Linked DNA regions of Mus musculus: region 1 is linked to region 2. Evidence: chromatin contacts called from public promoter capture Hi-C data. All regions are on one chromosome and are shown on one strand. Each heading gives the region's core, a stretch centred on a gene start, on an enhancer-like site or on the middle of the called end of the contact. The rest is flanking DNA. Distances are from core to core; before and after follow the strand shown. Region 1 overlaps Ptprr (protein tyrosine phosphatase, receptor type, R). Region 2 holds the start of Tmem19 (transmembrane protein 19).

The links. Promoter capture Hi-C pulls out the DNA fragments that hold promoters and counts their contacts.
Region 1: a promoter capture Hi-C map of cranial neural crest shows a contact between it and region 2. The contact joins the enhancer-like site here to the promoter of Tmem19 in region 2. A contact is called at or near these places in 7 of 39 promoter capture datasets (the 3T3-L1 cell line, cranial neural crest, frontonasal cranial neural crest and 4 more) and 1 of 115 datasets of contacts at active chromatin or transcription factors (forebrain).

What each region holds. Positions count from the first base shown.
Region 1 is chr10:116,194,524-116,200,867 of GRCm38.p6, reverse strand. All of the region lies in intron 6 of Ptprr (protein tyrosine phosphatase, receptor type, R), which reads right to left. Among named protein-coding and RNA genes, the nearest start is that of Taf7l2, 84 kb to the right of the region's middle. Within about 2 kb of position 3,752, at least 45 of the 459 cell types and tissues checked have an H3K27ac peak or open chromatin away from gene starts, as enhancers often do.
Region 2 is chr10:115,358,479-115,364,262 of GRCm38.p6, reverse strand. It overlaps Tmem19 (transmembrane protein 19), which reads left to right and starts at 1,996. Exons shown (of 7, transcript NM_133683.4): 1 at 1,996-2,211; 2 at 2,304-2,454; 3 at 4,496-4,609. The coding sequence starts at 2,325.

The DNA.
Region 1 (6,344 bases), core at 2,503-5,002, 830 kb before region 2:
CCAAGATCATGGAGACCACAGTTCCCAAAGAGAACATTTACAAAAAATTACACACACACACACACACACACACACACAAACACACACTGTAGCTGTCTTCTTCAGACACACCAGAGGAAGGCATTGGATCCCATTACAGATGGTTGTGAGCCACCATGTGGTTGCTGGGAATTGAACTCAGGATCTCTGGAAGAACAGTCAGTGCTCTTAACCTCTGAGCCATCTCTCCAGCCCATAAAAAGAATAATTTAAATACAGAAAAACAGATCAATATTAATGTATATATGCAGACATTTAGACATGCATGCCTTTACATGTGGGTTTTGATGTATATATTTAAATGCAATGTGTGTGTGTGCATCCATATGTATAATCATCCCCAAGTCTCTGCAAAGGATCAGATCTCAGATCCAAGCAGATGCCCGCACCATCAGAGGACCACACACCGTTAGTGAGCTGGTGCTGCTCCTGCATGTGACCCAAGGCATCCTTCCGTATGGTTCAAGTCACTGCTTGTTTATATATAGCACCTACTACAATGTGGATGCCATGGGTACTGTTGTAGTATTTAATGGGTAGGAACAGGAAAAACATCTGTGCATGTTTGGCACGGGTGCCATCATTCCTTCCCCCACACATGCTGATCTACACTTGGTTGGATCCACACACTTGGAACCCCTGAGCAGGGCAGGCAAACTGCACAGATGTCTACATGGGTGAGATGGATCTCCTCTTCTTCCTCCCAGATGTTCCTCCGGATGTATGAGACTAAATTCCTGGTCCAGACGCCATTCAATCTTTTTTTTTCCCCCCTATAAACTCTATTAGGCCTTAACATTCTGCTTAGACTATGAAAAAGTTTACAAAGTTTCCCCAAGCCTGTTAGAACAGGCTTGGGAATGGCTACTCTAAAGGTCATCTCAGCTAATGTTGCATTTAAAACAAGCTGTGAGGCTTTTTGGTCCTGTTTTGTTTAAGACAAGGTCTGTTATAACCCAGCTGGTCTGTAACTCACCATGGCACCTTTCCTCCAGCTTCTTCTACATGAGATTCTAGGAACTTGGTGCCATGCCTGGCAAAGCTCTGAGTTCTGAAATTATAGCCACCTGCTTCTGAACTACTGCTCCGTCTTATCTGAGGGTCAGTGGCAAGAGAGAACGGGGAATGGAGACTGTATTTAGGGAAGTCCAGTGTATACAAGGCAATAAAAGATCAGGAAAGCATATGGGCATGACTGAACACTAGGCAGATGGGCCTCTACCCCTAGGAAGCTTACGACTCAGTTTAATAAACTATACAGTTCAGTGCTTTATGAGGGGTAGTGACTTTGAAAAACATAATTACATTTAAGCCATGTCTTCATGATTATATTCATTATTACTATTCTGAAGTTCTTTGCATGACAATACTATTTGACTTTATGTACAAACGGCCACCCTGAGGCTATAAAAGTCCTGGGTGGCATCGAAAATAAAACATAGTAATTCCAGAGAGATGAGCATTGATGTAGTGTATAAAGGGTTTCCCAAGGCAGCCCTCCTCAGCCTTTACTGGGATCACTCTAGCTTTGTAAAACCAACCTTGGGACTGTAGCAAAGGGGCCTTATTGTTACTTTGAGGAGGACCGCTGTTTGAGTGCGCCACCTACAGGTCATATAGAGAACTACACATCTAAATTAGAAAACTCAAAGTCACCCATGCTCAAAAAATACTTAATTTAGAACATAGCCTGGGGGGCGGAGGGAGGCTCCACCTTCTCAGAAGAGAAGGGGAGGGGAGATGGGGGCAGGGATTGTGGAAGGGAGAAAGGGAGGGGGCAGCGATTGGGATGTAAAGTGAATAAACAAACAAACAAACAAACAAACAAATAAACTGAAAAACGTATTTAGCAAAAAGATCTCTTGTTCCTTTGCTGCTCTCAAAGGTTTTCCATTCAGGACAGAGGAAGTAATAATTATGAACTTACCTCTGTGCATATGCTTCCAAAATCTCTTTTAACCAAACTCCTAAATTGAATTTGCCCAAACTAAGCCAACAATAAGAAAAAAACAAAAAAACAAAAAAACAAACAAACAAACAAACAAAAAAAACCCTAAAACACCCCTGCTAAGAAAACCCAAACCCAAACCTTCAGATCCATCTCTCTCTCCTTTTTGTACGCTCAGTGCCTTAGTGCATACATATGCTTTCTACTTTTTAACAATTTATCTGAGAGCAAATTCACTTTACCACATATGGCTAAGCACAGAACACCCCTTTTCTCCAATTTTTTGGCTGGACTATGTCTATTGCTCTGCCCCCAATAACTCACCGAGGAGGGAGAACATCATAGCATATACCCAGAGTTCAAGTGATGTACTCTACAAGCTGATTTAAACGAGCTGATTTAGACTCTTGCATAGAACCCTGGCAGTTGAAAAAGCCACCATCAGTAGACCAAGATGATAAAGCTCTCTGCTCAAGAACTGGGTGAACAGGGCCAGACGGTGTGCAGAGAGTGAGGGCCCTTGGGATGCTCGGCCCTAAGTGGGATCCCTTCATGCAAACCCTCCCCTCAGAGCTCAGGAAACCCCGTGGAAGAGGAGGCAGAAAGAGCCTAAGATCTAGAGGGGACAGAGGACACCAAGGAGACAGGGCCTACTAAACCCATCTGAACACGCAGAGGCAGAGGCCTGCACAGGGCTGCGATGGGGTCCTGGAGGTGAAAGAAGAGGCAGATGTGTCCCATCCTTAACACAGAAGCTATCTACAGCTGATAACCGCTTCAAATAAAGCATTAGGTTTCTCAAAGGGAGTCTCGCTGGAGAAACTACTCTTCAGGTTAGGCTGTGCACCCAGCGGACATGCAAAACTAACTCAATTGCATTTTTGGAAATTCCCACTTTCATAATGTTGTGTCTTGGCATCCCCCTCCTCCTCCTCTCTCCTCCCTCCCCTCCCTCCCTCCCTCTTCCTCCCTTTCTTTTTAAATTTGTTTTCCTACAGGTCCTTTGCAAGGCACAGAAAGGGGGGAGGGACCTGAAGAGGAGGGGAGGTGTGTGTGTGTGGGGGGGGGGGGGACTGGGAGCAGTAGAGGGAAGGGAAACCATAATACAGATACATTGTATGGATCCCCCCCCCCCCCATCCGAGACAGGGTTTCTCTGTGTAGCTCTGGCTGTCCTGGAACTCACTCTGTAGACCAGGCTGGCCTTGAACTCAGAAATCCACCTGCCTCTGCCTCCCAAGTGCTAGGATTAAGGACAAATATTTTTAATAATATGGAAAAAAAGTAAAATTCAGTTTTCCCAATTCACAATTTCACAATTAGGTGGCAAATGAATCAATAAGCTGCCTCCACTAGAGGGCAATATTTCTCTATATTGGATTCAAATGAACCTGGCCCTAAGCACAGAAACTGATTTGAGAATCTCTGGCCCCTATGCCTCTCCCGGCGTGAGGTCTTGCTAAACGGGACAGCACTTTAATTTATAATATATTCACACATACAAAAGAAGGCAACCGGTTTCAAACTAACTTAATTTGGCTCAAGTTACCTGCCTTTGATGATACATCATTTTGGGATGTTCTGTTAAACGGAGGTCATGGGCCCAAGCCCAAGGAAATCTACTGAGAGCGGGAGGGTGCCTCCCTCCAGAGACAAGCGACGTTCAGGTAGCCTGTGGGATGCACACAATTGTATTCCGAGCCGTATGACACATTTCAAACAGCGCCTTGGGTGAGAGCCTGCCTGCCAGGAAAACCCTGACTCAGTATCTAAGATTCAGAGCTGCTCTCTCCAAATAGTATGCTAGGCTTTCCCTGGGAACTGTCTGCGCCTGCCCTGATTAAAGCGAATCTTGCAAAAAAAGGGTGGCTCACCTAGTTCTGACAACTTGTACATGGAGGACTGGGGTAGGGTCCCCTAGCAAAGCTGGACAGGACAGCTACTTTTATAAAGAAAGTACTGGGGCTAGAGAGATGGCTCAGTGGTTAAGAGCACCGACTGCTCTTCCAAAGGTCCTGAGTTTAATTCAAGCAACCACACGGTGGCTCACAACCATCTGCAATGTGATCTGGTGCCCTCTTCTGGTGTGCCCAAAGACAGCAAAGAAAGTACTCTCCAAAGCGAAGCTCATACTCAACCCATGAATAAAACAATCAGTGAACAGGAGTCTCAAGAATGATGCCAAACCATTCCCCATTCAGGGTCAGAATGACAAGAACGTGACAGAACACCTGCCTTGGGATGGAGAGGTGGCTCAGTGTTTAAGTACATGTGCTGTTCTTTCAGATTCAGCCTTATGCAACACGTAGGAAGCACACTTAATTCTCTCTAAATATAGGTCATAATCTGAATGGCCACAAGAGTTCCCCAGGGTGACTGAATCTGCTCTCTCCACGGCAGGTGTGGAGATGGCTCCCACGTGACTCACCCCAGGGGCCAGGATTTCAGGATCAGGCTGGGTGCACAGAGGGCTGAGAGTCTGTTCTAGTCAATCTCACAAGGCAGCCTGTGTTCTGGGTGGGCTGGTAACAATTACAAGCAGGAGTAGCACTCATTGGGACCCGCTCTGGCATGGTGTCAAGGTGTCACAAGGGAGGGATGGGAAGGCAACCTGAGAAATGGAGCAGTCGTAGTGACGTCTGGTCGTGTCCAGTCTCAAACTGGTGGGTCACCCAAAAACAGAGGCTCAGGGACTGAGGCTGGGCCCATGATGGCCAATACATGGTGGCCAGGGTTTAGCAAAATGTCTTCTTTTTTATTTTTAATTTTAAAGAAATTATGTGTTCGGGCTGGTTATATGACTAAGTGGTAGAGTGCTTACCAAACATGTGAGAGGCCCCGGGTTTGCTTCCAACCCCTCCCCCTGAATCTACCCCTGCTAAATCTCCCTCACGCACACTATAACCTTGGCTCCCACTCTAGTCTCTACTATAACCTTGGCTCCCACTCTAGTCTCTACTATAACCTTGGCTCCCACTCTAGTCTCTACTATAACCTTGGCTCCCACTCTAGTCTCTACTATAACCTTGGCTCCCACTCTAGTCTCTACTATAACCTTGGCTCCCACTCTAGCCTCCCGAGTCTGCATCTGATGCCACTGTGTTCTCTTATGTTGAATATTTTTACATTTTCTTCTCGACTTGCCTAGAGACAAAAGTTCTACATCTTTATCTCTACTTTCTTAGCCTCCTTTTTTTTTTTTTTTTTTTTTTTTTTAAAGAAAATGTTATTAGGGAATACAGAACTCTCTTAAGAATTGTTTGCTAAACTTTCAGAACCCCCGATTTAACCTCATAAAAATGCATGATGTCTATATTGTACAAATGAAGAGGAAATTAGCTTGTCATTCACTGTTAATGAGAGCTTATATGTGTTCCCAATGTTCTCCACACTATCTCCTATTCTAACAGCAATGAGAGCGCTGGTTGGAGTGGCACGAACAAATCTTCCCCGAGGTGTCTCGCCCCTCTGTCTACAGCAAGTATATCCAGATCTAGACAGAGCAGAGACACGCCCTGCCCTGCCCCGTGCACCCAGCATGCTTTGCGCTCAGTTTTGGCTTTGAGTTTTCTTTATCGTTGCTAATATCGCATCTCACTGAAGCTTCTTTGCTGCACTCATATTCTCCACCATTTTGCCAGATGAGCATTTGGACACTAGAATGAGAAGGACCAGGGAGGACAAGAAGGCTGGGACAGACAACATGCTTCCCAACAGGCAATGGCTAATGGCTATCCGCTTTGAGTGGTTTAGTCTGCTTCACCAAGTTCCATCTTCTTGATTTAAAATCTGAAAAGGACTCTGAAAGTGTAGTGGGAAATCTGAGAAGGGAAATGACTGTGTGGCAATATGTCGTGTACCTGTTTTCTCATTATACTGTTTTTAATTTGTTTTCCATGGGATATAGGATTATGTTTGTCTTCTTTTCGCAAAAGGTGGTAGTACAGCATTTGTTTTGGGGGGGGGGGCAGGCTGCTTGCTCTCCACTTGTATCTGCCTCCCTAACAGCCCAGAAACTTAACTACAAATTACTTTGCCAATAGACTAAACTCACGGAGCACGCTTCTTTGACACACACAGAGCAAGTTTCTTCTTTTGTGAGGATCAATGGAGATAAGGCACACGAAGAGCCTGAGTCTTCCTGGGGTCTTTCATTCTACGTGTATTTGCCTGTTCTGTGTTGTGTTAGGATCCTTTATGCTGTCACGGGGAGCAAATGAGTCAGGCTGATAGATTGTGTTCAACAGTGCATAGTTCGGGTAGAACAAACGGTGTTTATTCTAAGGAGACCATGCAGAACACAGCCAGTGGCCTGGAAAGATCAAAGAAACCTGCAGTATGAACTTAACTGTGCTAGA
Region 2 (5,784 bases), core at 747-3,246:
TATTTTGAAATTTAAAATAGCATGAAGTTTTACAAATGTGTCCCACCGTGATACAAAATGGTTTCAGCCACCAGACATCCCATGTACATCAAAAGAAATATAGCCTGACCGGAAAGAAAAAGCCCTTCCCCCAGCAGTGGAAATGTAAGCTTTTAAAGGTTGACTGGGTTATGTCACAATTGTGTACAATATCTAAATAATTCCATTGCCTCCCACACTGTCAACAAGTAGCTGGAAACACTTCGGAAATATGTGGTTGTCAGCTTGTTACTATTCACTTGGACAAAATAACTCCCAATGAACCTCAGCCTCCTGAGTTCTGGGATTAATAACATGCGCCACCACATCTAGTGAGATCTTTGTTTTGATACTGGGGCTGGGAAGATGGCACTGTGGATAAAGTGCTTTCTGTAGAAGCCTGAGAACAGGATTTGAATCCCCAGAACCACATGGGACTGGCACAATAGTACCCATGTATAAAAGGTGAAATCAGTCCCAAGACTCGGATTATCTGAGAATAGGATGGTCTGCTGTATAAATGAATGGACAGGATACACACCCTTGAAATTGTAGAGGAATTTTAATCCAGCAAGATGGCTCCTCTAGCAAGGGATTACATCCAAAGACCTAGATCTTTATGATCTGGCTAGATCGCAGACAGGCCACATCCCTTTAACCCCTCTGCCTGGAACACGGATACAACCTGAGTACAGTCCTTTAAGGTCAAATTCGTTTTTAGAAGGAAGGAGCCAGGTGTGAAAGTGATGTCTAATTGAGGGCCAGACAAAGTAACAAAGATCGAAAGATTTGACAGAATGAGTCAGAGACAGAATGCATCTTACAAGGACAGCACAGGAAAGAGAAGCTATTTTAAGAGCCCCAGTGCAGGGAGAGACAGCTAGTCAGAGGTGGGAGGCAGTGCCAGGAGTGCGGTGCAGTTGCAGTTGAGTTCGGGTTGTGGTTTTTGTTTGTTTCAAGTCTATGAAGTTCATTGCAGGTGAGCAGAGTCAACTAAAGCCAGAGAACAAGAAGGAGCCAGGTGATTAGAACAAAATGCCAGAGTTGTTTGAGGCTAGGCAGAACAATTCAATGGGAACTTGAGAGAAGCCAGATTGAATCAGGCAGCTTGGTGAGGAGTTTGAGCCAGAACAGCTAGGTTGAACCAGACAGCCAGAGTTCTAGAAAGAACTATAAAGGGTGAGCTTATTCAACAGTGAGCCCTACAAGAGGACAATACATCAGACGAATAAGTTACTTTTACAGATAGAGTGGATGGGGACAGACACTTCCACAATGTGTGTTAGAACAGTAATTATACAAAAGCTCAACCGTGGGAACTATATTTATGTTTACATACCGCAGTACCAGTTGAGTCTGGCCCAGGTTAAGAGCCAAGCCATTGTTTTAAGCTACTTTCTAAGTAATTTCGCTTCTAACGATAAACTCCTACGTCGTCCACACCCTATCGCCTGGTATGAATGCTTCATAAGTTACAACCCATTACTGGCTCTAAATTCACTCGCAGTTCATTATTCCATCAATGGCAGGTTTTAGTGACCCACACCACCCTTACTGGTGACATTTTTTTTTTCAAGTCTAGGCTGTCCACAAATCCCAAGACCTAATTTGTCCTAACGTCTATTTTGGAGGTGCTTTAGAAACAGCACTCCGACCCGCAAAGAGACACTAAGCAAACTCAAGCCGGGTTTCCGCCTCGACGAGTCACGTGAGCGGAGCAGGGCTGCTGCGCATGCGTACACGGAGGGAGTCGCGGAGAGACCAGAGCGACTCCCGGGGCAGCGGGGTGGGGACGTAAAGGCGCTCGCCCGCGCTGTTCCCAGCCTTGGTTCGCTTGCCCGGGCAGCGTACGGCAGAGGTGGAGCTGGGGCAGACTTGGAGCAGGGGCCCAGGGGGCGGAGCGCGCCGTGCGGGGGCGGAGCTCGGGGGGGGGGTCCGAGGGCGGGGAGGGGCGGGGCTCCGCGGTGCTGGCCGCTCATTGGCCACCGGTCGTTTGTGCTCCTTCCGGGTCCCTCTAGGTGGGAGCTGCCGGCCTCCCTGCTGGCCTGGCGGGTCCTCTGTGCATCCTCCCTGCACCTTCTTTTTCCAAGGGCGGCGTTAACCTCCCCGGGTCGAGCCGGAGCGCTGCGCCTGCAGCAGTGACTAGACGTTTTGGATTTACGATTCTATTTTGTCGTTCGGTTGGTGGAAGATGTTGGTATTTCTCTATGCCTCTAAAGGAGTATTGTTGCAAGAAACTTGAATGACTTGGTTCATCTGAAATGCTATCTATTCCCCCCCCTCAGGTGCTCGTAGCTCTATTTTCCATGACAGATAGTGACGACACTACGTGCAAAAGGTATATAAAGATGATTACCAATATAGTAATACTGAGCCTGATCATTTGCATTTCCCTAGCGTTCTGGATTATGTCAATGACTGCTAGCACCTATTATGGTAAGTAAAAGTGTTTTAAGTTTTGCTAGAAGTTAATGGGTGGAATTTTAAACTACGACTTCAAAATCCAAAAAATATGTAAATGGTTAAGAACAGTTATGTTCACTGCCGAAACCTGAATCTGGTTTGCTACGGTGATAAGATAAACAATGTCTAGAGAACTTTACAGCCTTCCATGATGTTTCTTGTGCTGATATTTAATGATACCTATCACAAAACGCATGTCTCAAATAATTACTTCTGTTTACCTTAGTTGGGGGGGGGGGAGACATAAAAGGTAGTTTTGTGAAACAATTTGGGGGATGCTTATCTTTTTAAGATTTGCCATGGTGTAGCGGTTTCATAATCCCGTGAGAATAACAAAGGAGGTACAGTCTTTTCATTTGCAAGTTGAAGAATTTGTCACTTCACACAAATAGATAGGTCTCGTGCAGACACTGTCCTCTTGCTCGTCCGGTTTGATCATCACCGTACCCTGCAGCCACTTGGTCTTTCCATTGGCTTCTTGGTACATCTTTGCTCTCATGAAGCCAAATCTTGCTGTCTTAGCTCCTACTACTGCTCCTGCTACTGAATTCTTCCTGATCCCTGTCTCAGCCTCCAGAGTATTGGGATTACAACCTCCAACCATCGTATATGACTTTACAGGACACTTCAACATAAGACAAGACTTTACGGACTTTTCTCCCTTAGTATATATTAATTGTACAAGCTGATGGATTTCATTTTGGCATTAATATATTCGGATTATATACCTTGGTCCTGTGATGGTTCTAAAGGATTATTTTGGATTTGGCTCTTAGAGTGGGGGGGGGGGTTAAATCCAGGGTTTTGCATATACTGTGCACCCATGCATGTGTTCAGAGGCTGCTCCATATCCAACTCTTGTTTGTTGCCTGTTTGGGTTGTTTTGTTTTAAGACAAGGCCCCAGCTTGTAGCCCTGGGTGATCTCAAATTCAAATCCTCTGGTCTCAGGCTCCTATGTTCTGGAATTATGTGGGCCAACATTCCAGTGAGATCTGTAACATTTCAAAACGGGGACTTGAGGTAGTGACTCTGGGTTGGGTGTGCTTGCTGTGCAAGCTTGGGGACCTGAGTCTGAATCTCCTGAACCCACATGAGGCTGGGCCCAGTAGAACGCATTTATAATTCCAGTGCTCCTAGGCAGGAGGAGGCATAGGAGAACCCCCAGGAACTCTTGGGCCAACTCAAAGTTATTCTGACTTCTACATACATGTTATCTATACACACACACACACACAAATACATATACACTCGGGCACACACATCACACATAAACATGCACACACACTGGTTTTTTTGTTTTGTTTTTGTTTTTCTGAGACAGACTGTCACTACATAGACAAGGCTGGCCTAGAACTTAAAGAGATCTGCTGGGATTAAAGGGCGTGAATGCACCACAACACTTGACACACACACAGATTTTAAGTTTTGAAGTTGTCTTAGAAGTTGCCTATGCACACAAGAGCATTCTGATATAAGTAAGTGGAACAAACTAGGATTTCTAAGCTCATCTCTTCCACTAGGACCAGACACCCAATGTAAATGAGTGAGCTATAGCTTCACTTCCCCAAATAAGGCTTTTTTTTTTCCAATCTTCTGTGGCTCAGTTGGCCCTATTAGCTCTTCGTAGTGTATGAAAATAATTTTAAGAATATTTAATAAACCAAGTTGTGGTGGTGGCACACGCTTTTAACCCCAGCACTTGGAAGATAGAGGGGCAGGCAGATCTCTGAGTTCGAAGTCAGCCTGGTTTACAGAGCAAGTTCCAAGACAGCCAGGGCTACACAGAGAAACCCCGTCTCTCGATAGATAGATAGATATATAGATAGATAGATAGATAGATAGATAGATAGATAGATAGATACATACATACATACACACACATATATACTTACATACATATACATACATAGATCCAAAACCTTTTTAGATGACCAAGCCTTCACACTGTTCTCCATGTCTGTATCTCTCCAGTGGCCACTTACAGCCTGTTTCTCTATACTTATAACTTCCTAGGTAACTTTCGGCCTGTTTCTCCGTGGCGCTGGCTGTTCTCCGTCGTCGTTCCTGTTGTGATCGCCTGTAATGGCTTTAAAAAGAAAAGTCTAGATCACAGTGGGGCTTTAGGAGGTATGTTTTCATTTTGAGTGTTTAAAATAATTTAAAATTTTTTTATTTAATCTTATGTTTTATGAATTCTGAGTATAACTGAATTTGTTTATTTATTTAAAAAAAAAAAAAAAACTTTAAGACAGCATCTCGCTATATAGTCCTGGCTGGCTTGGAACTCACTATGTACACAAGGCTGGCCTGTATTCAACTCAACTGTGTTCCTTGGAGAGATCAGCCTGTCTTTGCCTCCCTAGTACTGGGAGGAAAGACGCGTGCCACCAGGGCTATCAGTGACTGAATTTCGACTTTATGCTACTCAGTGATTCAGCATTTCCTTCTGTGGAATTGAAGGAGCAAATGCCTTTCCAGTAACAAACACATTGGACTTTGTAATTGAGGTGATTAGGTTAACCGGATTGGACCTTGACCTTGGCTCTTCTGTACTTGGGCTGGCCTCCTGCTGGCAGAATTACTGAAATACCCTTTTTAAGGTGTAAAATGGAAGAGTAAGAAAAAGAATTCTTGGAAATTGATTGCTACCAGCGGTCTCAAACCGCTCAATTCCAACCAGTTCTGGGTTACTTTTTAGGACTGAACGGGACACAGGCTTTATGTCGTTATTCTGTTTATTTGGAAATTAGTGATGGTAGAGTTTCATAAACTAGAGTAGACCTGCCCATAGGTAAGAGAGCGTGATTGCTAAAATGGGGAACCAGGAAAGCAGGCAAGGTCCATTTGAGTAATAATGGCGCCTTCTCCCTGTTTCTCGGGAGGGTTTTCAGTGTGTAACCTGGAGGATTTATCAGAAAACAAATGAAACATAAACATCAGGCATAGTCACTGGCAAAAGCGCCTTCCTGGAGCCCCGGGAAGAACCTGAGCATGTGCTGACTTGGTCCTCTAGTTTGGTAAAAATAAAAGCCTTTGATTGTCCCTACCCCTCTGCCCCGCCCCGCCCCGGGCTGACCATGAACTTCTGGGCACAGCCTTAGCTTCCCTGGTACTGGGATTACAGGCTACAGACTTGGCTACCACAAGAAGATACTTTCAGACTACTTTAATATCTATTTTTATTTTTTTTATAATTAGAAATAGAGGGAAGTGTATGTCTGTGTCCCTCTGCCAGTATGTGCAGGGCCCTGCTGAGCCCAGGGATGTAGGCGCACTATATCTCCTGGATCCAGAGTTGTCGC